Regions from separate parts of the Neogale vison genome. Here region 1 is linked to region 2. Evidence: chromatin contacts called from public Hi-C data. All regions are on one chromosome and are shown on one strand. The core of a region is the stretch at or near the end of the contact, and the rest is flanking DNA. Distances in the headings are between cores, read along the strand shown. Region 1 holds the start of MSL2 (E3 ubiquitin-protein ligase MSL2). Region 2 holds the start of STAG1 (cohesin subunit SA-1).

The links. Hi-C and Micro-C count contacts between places; a contact is called where the count stands out from the background.
Region 1: a contact with region 2 is called in a Hi-C map of fibroblasts, with 7 times the contacts expected there. The contact joins the promoter of MSL2 here to the promoter of STAG1 in region 2. A contact is called at or near these places in 2 of 3 Hi-C or Micro-C datasets (fibroblasts and muscle).

What each region holds. Positions count from the first base shown.
Region 1 is chr6:127,794,097-127,797,369 of ASM_NN_V1, forward strand. It overlaps MSL2 (E3 ubiquitin-protein ligase MSL2), which reads left to right and starts at 1,324. Exons shown (of 2, transcript XM_044252312.1): 1 at 1,324-2,458. The coding sequence starts at 2,317.
Region 2 is chr6:127,221,166-127,224,996 of ASM_NN_V1, forward strand. It overlaps STAG1 (cohesin subunit SA-1), which reads left to right and starts at 2,333. Exons shown (of 35, transcript XM_044252306.1): 1 at 2,333-2,570.

The sequences.
Region 1 (3,273 bases), core at 74-2,573, 570 kb after region 2:
AAACAAGGCGAAAGCTTGTTTAAAAAAAGATGTACTTTCAAGGATTTGGGTCCCTTCTAAACCAGGACCTTGGATTCCTCAAGAGCTCTGTTCACAAAGAAGGGCTAAGTCTGTCAAAGTTGCCGAAAAGGGGTACGTTTTGCTTTTAAATTGGACAGTTTTCCTCTACGAGCTCGGCGAGGTCCTCGTCGGTGCCCCAGAAGACTGGGCAGCTGGCGTCGGTCCGACTCCAAGGACCAGAGTCCGCGGAAAGAGCCCAGCTCGGAAGGACGGGAGAAAGGAGATGGGCCCGAGCCCCACCGATTACACACCGCCTGCCAGGGTCTTACTGACCTCAGGCTGCCATCGACGCTGCCGCGACCCTAACCTAGCAAACGTCGCCCGCACGCCGCCCGGGCGCACCGACACGCTGTTTGCTGTCGACCTTCCCGGCTCTGACTGCCCAAGCAGGCCGAGGCAGCGCCCTTCTCAGTGCTTGGAAAGCGCTGTTCCAGGAGAAAGGCCGCGAGGGCGGGGCTTGGGGCCGTTCCGGACTATTTCCTCACATCGTGGTCAGTCAGGGCGAGGAGGACCGCCAGGGCGGAATGCCACATGGCGCGTCCCCGCCAGGACTCAGCGTTGGCGGGCATCGAGGAAGCAGTGTAGTGCGAGGGGCTCAGAGCCCATACCGTGGAAGGATGGGTCAACTAACGAATGTTTCGCCACAGCCCACACGCCTAAGAGGGAATTTGAGGGAGCATGGGGGAGGGGCGGACAGACCTGCCGTCTTGCAGAGAGCATGCTCTGTTCTAAGAGCCGTAAGTGGAGAGCCAGGCATGCGCAGTGAGGCCGGGGTGGGTTGGCAGCAGGGAGGGGCTGGCGTGAGCGGGCTGCTGTGTTTATCCGGTTTTCTGGGTGGGCGGTCAGGGCGCACGCGTGAGGGCGAAAGGCGGTGGAGCTTGATATTGGAATGCGCATGCGCGGAGCCAGCCTGTAGCTCAGGGAGGGTGTGGAGGGGGCTCTTAGAGGAGAAGCAGGGGAAAAGGGAAGCGAAGGGAAAGGAAAGGGCGGGGGGGAGGGGTGAGAGTGTGCTCTGCGCATGCGTGCGGGCGCTAGCGACGACGGCGGCGGGGGAGTCTCGGGGATGACAGTGGCTTTGCCCGTTGGGGTAACGGTCGTCGTCGCCGGCAGGGCCTGAGGCGCCGCACAGTCCGCGGGATTCACTAAAGCCGCAGCAGCCCGGGCCCTACTGAGTTAGAGTGGCGCGTGGAGTCAGGGTGAGGGCGGCGAGGCACGGGGGGAGGGGCCTGCCGCGGGGCCTTGCTGGTGCTCTGGGCGGCGGCGGGGCCTGGCGGTGTGAGCGCTCGCCTCAGCTGCGGCCGGGCGGGAGCCGTGGGCGGCGGCGGCCGTCGTGCTTGGAGGAGGAGGTCTCCGTGTGTGCGGCGTGGAGAAGATGGCCGGGCAGTGAGGGGGCGGTGCTTGTGCCTGGTGACCTCGGAGTGAGCGACTGAGGAGCGAGGGGCGCCGCCGCGGCCCGGCCGGGCCTGCTCCCCGCCCCCTCCCGCTGCCGCCGCCGGCCCGCGCACTTCCTCCCCAGCCCTCCCCTATCGGGTGGGGGACTCTCCTGCCCGCTCCGCCACCTCAGGGAACAGCGGGGTTGTAACCGCCAGGGCGGAGAGTCAGGCGCAGTCCGGGCCCCGCGTCCGATATGGAGAGAGCGGCGGCAGCCTCCGCCTGCCGCAGCTGCAGCATTCGCCGCCGCCGCGGCTTGGTGCACTAGATTGAGGAAGTCGACGCCCGAGCCGTCCTCCTCGCCGTCGCCGCTACCTCTGCGCTGGGCGCTGTGATGGAGTAAGGGCCCTGCAGCTCGTGAGAAGCGTGCGCGCCCCTCGGACCGGGCGGGGGCCTGCTCCCGCGCCCGCCCAGCTCGCCCTGAGGAGGTGCCTCCGCGTCCGGAGATGCAGCGAAGGCCGCCCGCGGAGCCGCGGGGCTAGACTGAGCGCCGAGTCCCGGCCCCAGCGCCGAAGCCCCCGCGTTCTTCGCCCCGAGGCTGCCTGGGACAAACTCGAACGCTGGTTTCTCTCTCTCTCTCTCTCTTTTTTTTTTTTTTTTTTTGTCTGCAAGTCTCAGGGACGGAGGAGGGGCGCCAAGGCCCCATGTGTGGGAGGATTGCTTCAGCTCCACAAACTTGCACGGATTTTAGTTACTACTTTGGCCAGTGGTTCTTCTCTGATTTCCTCCGATTTGTTGCAAATTCGCCATTGTTCCCTGGCTGCTTACAAAGTTGGATCCGGAATTTCTTTTCAACCGGGAGCCAACGGTGTCGAAGTGTCTGCAATGAACCCCGTGAATGCTACTGCTCTCTACATTTCCGCGAGCCGCCTAGTGCTCAACTACGACCCCGGAGACCCCAAGGCGTTTACAGAGATTAACAGGCTCTTGCCTTACTTCCGACAGTCTCTCTCTTGCTGTGTTTGCGGTGAGACGCTTTTTATTGTTCCCTTTCAATGCTTATTTTAAAAAAAAATCTGGGCTTTGGTAAGAGGAACGGTTTGGCGGCGTGGTAGTTTGTATTAAGCTTTTGTTATTTGTGCATTAGTATACGGTCATTAGTTTTGAGGCTCGTCAGAGGACTTTTGCCCAGCAGTTCAGAAAGAGCCCTCCTAAACCGTTTTGTACGGCGGCCTTAATGTTCAGAACTGTTTAATTCTTCTCGGGTCAGTTTCTTGCCATTTCTGTTGATGGTTTTATAAATGAGTGAAGTATGCTTGCGTAGTGCTCCTCTTTTTTTTTTTTTAAACCTTTGATACAAGAGCTCACAACACTTACCTTGGTTAAACGTGGTTTAGCCTGGTTAAAAAATGTACGTGTGGCGTGTTTGCATTTCCCCAAACTGGTGTTAGGTGTGGGTAGTGGTATAATCGGATGCACCCACAGCCTGTGAACTCGATGCAGAACTTTTGTCTGTGTTTCTCAACATGCTTTGACAGTTTGACAGTAAATAGTGAGCCCGGGAAGACTGAAAATACTCTCTTTTTTAGCTGGTGGGATTTTTACGAAATTGTTGTTCCTTATTTTGTGGTTTTAATATGTTATGGCCTGGTAGACAGTTATTTTAGGTGGTTGGCTTTTTTATCCCCCCACCCAAAAATATTTTCTGTAGGGTAGGTTACTTTCAGGTTATTTTTTAGTGGTGAAGAATTGCTAACTTATCTAATGGAAGTGTCTCAAAAGTGCTGATAATTTGGAATGACTTTGTACCTATTATTTTTTAACTTTACACCTTTTTTCAAA
Region 2 (3,831 bases), core at 1,083-3,582:
TGCCCTTGGATATTTTAAAAAATTGCTAAAAAGTGGTTAGCAAGATAAAAATAACACAGCAATAACACCAATGGCATTTCTATATAATTGTTAATTTGTTTAATACTCACAGTGACTCTATGAGATAGGTACCGTTGTTTTTTCCAACAACTGAGGAAACTGAGGCACAAAGAGATTTGTCCAAGGTCACACGGCTTTCTAGAGCAGTATTGTTTCAAAGTCCTTGTTCTTAATTACTACAGAGATTACAATGTTAAGAGAAATGAGGAAATCTGAATTTTAAGAAAGCATTATTTTAAATGTTTAAATTTTGAACTAGAGTTTCCTGGCAAGTAAGTGGAACATGAGGAATCTTAGCTGAGGAAAAATCAGAAACAGTAATTTTGGGAGACTTTTAAAGTGCAAGAATGTGGTCCAGGACAGTTAGGAGTTGAACTGTGGGATGAAGAGGAGGAGCTAGCAAAGGAATAAAACCAGTAAACCAGGTAGGTTGTAGAAATCAGGATTTGTCCTTAAATAAAGGGAAGTAAGATTTTAAGAAGGGGCTAGGGGTTTGATATGCCAAGAAAATGAGGAAGGAGAAAATGGTTGGAAATTATAACTCTCTATCTTAAAGTGTAAGTTCATTTTGTTGTTATGAAGTCTGATTAAGCTAAGGAATAAAGTGCAAATGAAGGCGGTGACTGCTTCTTTTCAGAAATGTGTGTGAAAGAAAGGGTGATAATACAGTACCTGGAGAGAATAGTAGCACTGAAATTTTTAAAAAGACAGTGGTAACGGTGTGTTGAGAAGCAAAAAGGAAGAAGCTGGTGGATAAGGACATTGAAGAGACAAGACCTTACAAAAGTAGTGGTGGAGGGAAGTGAGAAGGGATGGCTTACATAGTCCAAGGAAGATTGGCTTTGGAAAAAAGAGGAGAACAGGTTGATTTGGTGAGAATTTTTGAGATCAGGAACACAATGTGACTACAGATACTTCAAGATGGAGAGAATATCAAACTGGAGAATTTATAATCCCATTGCTTTGGTCCCTGGAAACTAAATGAAGTTATCTTTTAGTATAGACTGCGCCTGGCACCTTTAATAACAAGGAAAGCTGTAAACAGTCTTTGCAAAGAATATAAAAGAAATCAACAAGACATTAGTGCGTGTGTATGTGTGTGTTTAGCTCCGTTGCTACTTCATCCAGTCAAACAGCCATACACTTTGTGCCCTTTTCGGAAAGAAACCAGAAATTGGGGTAATTTACTGGAGATTGGCTTTGAGGACTGTAAAGGAATCGAGCGATTCTAAGGCAATATTAAAACAGAGCTGGCTCTAGCAACAGAGAATTTGGTCACAAATTGGGTTGATGAGCCGGGAGATTAAGGATTCACTTTTGTACTGAAAAGTTGTGAGCAGGTGAAAGATAGGAGCCACCATCACAGAAAAGCGCGGGTAGGAAGAGGCCACGTTCAAGGGCATATTTTGATCACGATCTCCCGTCAGTCAATTCTCACGTCCATTTCAGAGCCACTGAAAATAGTCCTATGCTGTGGGAAGAGAAATCGCATACCAAAGCTGAGGCTGTATTTTCCCAGTCTAGCTACATTCCTTTTTCACTAACTAGCCAATGCTGCCGCCTTATGCAAAGCCAGCACTAAGGAGTGGATCTGCTTTCCAGAGGCAGGGACGACGCCAATCGGCCTGGAGCTGGCACTGTAGCGTCTAGATTGGCACGGGAGGGCCTGAACAGTTCTCGAAACCTTTTCACCCTTACTGGCGAAAGCGCCTTGCCAACAGTCAACAATAAGTATAGCTAACACAATGCTAAGCTCAGAGACCCTCTTCAAACCCAGGAGAGGTGGGAGAGGGATTTAGCTCCTTTACTCCTTCCCATTTCCGCAAGGGGCTACCCAGCGTCGGATGCGGACACCACGACTCAGGCGGAGCTGCAGAGAAGCACTAGTCTCGAGAGCTGGGGAGGGGCCTCGGTGAAGGGGCCGGGGGCGGGTCTCCCTCCCAGGTCTCGGAAAAGCTCCAAAAATGGCGGGCGGCAACCCGGCTAGCGGGGCGCGCAGGCGCCACCGTGGCCGTCCTTCCGCCAGCCTCAGGCGGCCCAAGAACCATCTACAACGTCCTCACCAAGAGGTATCCGCTAATTGCGATTGGCTGAGCTAGGCTACCGCTCCGCGCGGGGGCGGGGTCTCCACGCAGCGGCCACGTTTCCCGCCCCGCTGGTGCGCGTGCGTGCAATCCCCACAGGAAAGCGTTTGCGCGCGTCCCCGCCGTGGCCCCCAGCTCGCGCCTCAGCTCCCTCCCTTTTCCGGGCAGGCCCGTCCCGTCAGCTAGGCAGTAAGCGTCGCGGCCAGCAGAGGGCGGTCCGGACCCAAGTCTGCAGCGGCGCCATTGGCGTGTGGAAAATGCCACCAGATGGCGGGTTAGGATTGCAGCTCCGTTGAAGGCGCGGCCCCCGCTCCCGAACCCCCGGCGACCACCCCGTAACAACCCCCCCACATCGGGAATAACACACCGGAGACTTTTGGGGGGAAACTAGGTCGACGGCCGGCGGCGCCCGGATGGGCAGCTGAGGTGAGTGCGGGCGGCGGCGACGGCGGCGGGGGGCGGGAAAGGGGGAATGCGGCGGCAGCGGCGCGGGGGCTGGAAGCGCGGATCCAAGATGGAGGCCGGGCGAGAGCGAGAGAGCGAGGGAGCGCGGGCGAGGAGCGGGCGGGCGGGCCGGGCGCGGGCCCCGCGCGGGGGAGGGAGGCCGCGCGGGCCTGTGCGGGGCGCGGCAGTCGCTGGTTGTCCGGGAGCCCGGGGGGGGCGCCTGTGGGCGCGGCGGGCACCCGGGAGCCCTCGTTCCTCCCCACCCCTCCCGCGGGCCCGAAAATTCTGCCCCCGCCTGCTCGGGCACTACAGCGACGGGCGCGGAAGCCTTTGTGGCGCGCTCGGGCCCGCCGCCAAGCCAGCCCTTCGCCCTCCGCCCCCCCGCCCGGACTCTCGGGACTCGCCCGCTCCCGGTGGGGCCGGGCCGAGGCGGGCTAGTGCGAATGCCGTCCGCCGCCCGCCGCCCTGCGTTTCTGCGGTGTTTTAGCGGCGGCGTCGTCACATGACAACGAGCTCGCCTCCGCGGAGGGGCCTGGGGGTCGCTCGGCGTGGCGGCCGGCCGAGGCTGCTGCTTGGTGGGGTGGGGCAGGGGGTTGGCGACTGGGGGAGAAGGGGCGTCGAAGCCGGGCTTTCCCGCTATCTGCCTTCCCCGCCCCCGACGGAGGCCTCCCTGTGAAACGTGTTCAGGCCAGAGCACTGCCCCGCTAGTTTGCCAATTCCTCGGGAGAAGAGGCCAATAAAAGTTGTTTTCCCTCCTTTCTCGGGGTGGGGGCGGGGTGAAGAGCTGGGAAACTGGAGTGCCTGGAGTTGGACCTGGGCCTTGATTGGAGGGTCTGAACTGGGTGCTTTATGTGTGCTCTAGGGACTGAAAAAAATTTTCAGGTCTTAGGATTGTCACGTCACCCTTTCTACCCACATTTGAAATGTTATCGATTCTCTTCACATTGCAGAGAATCGTGCCCGGGGCGTATAAATCGTGGGATGGTTTCGGAAGCTTATAGACCCAAAACAATGCTGTCTGTATGTGACGATAGCGAATTATTTGCTGTTAAAGTTCTTGTTAAGATGGTGAATATAGTTTATTCCTAATTGTGGTCCTGACTAGAAAGGAGTATATTTTGCATCTTCTTAGGAAATACATTGTAAAAGTATTTGAGTTGGTATAAAGTTCAGTGATTTGTGATTTATGTGGAATTTGAGTATGACTCTACCTTTTAGTTTTCCGTGTTTTTAAGAAACCTGC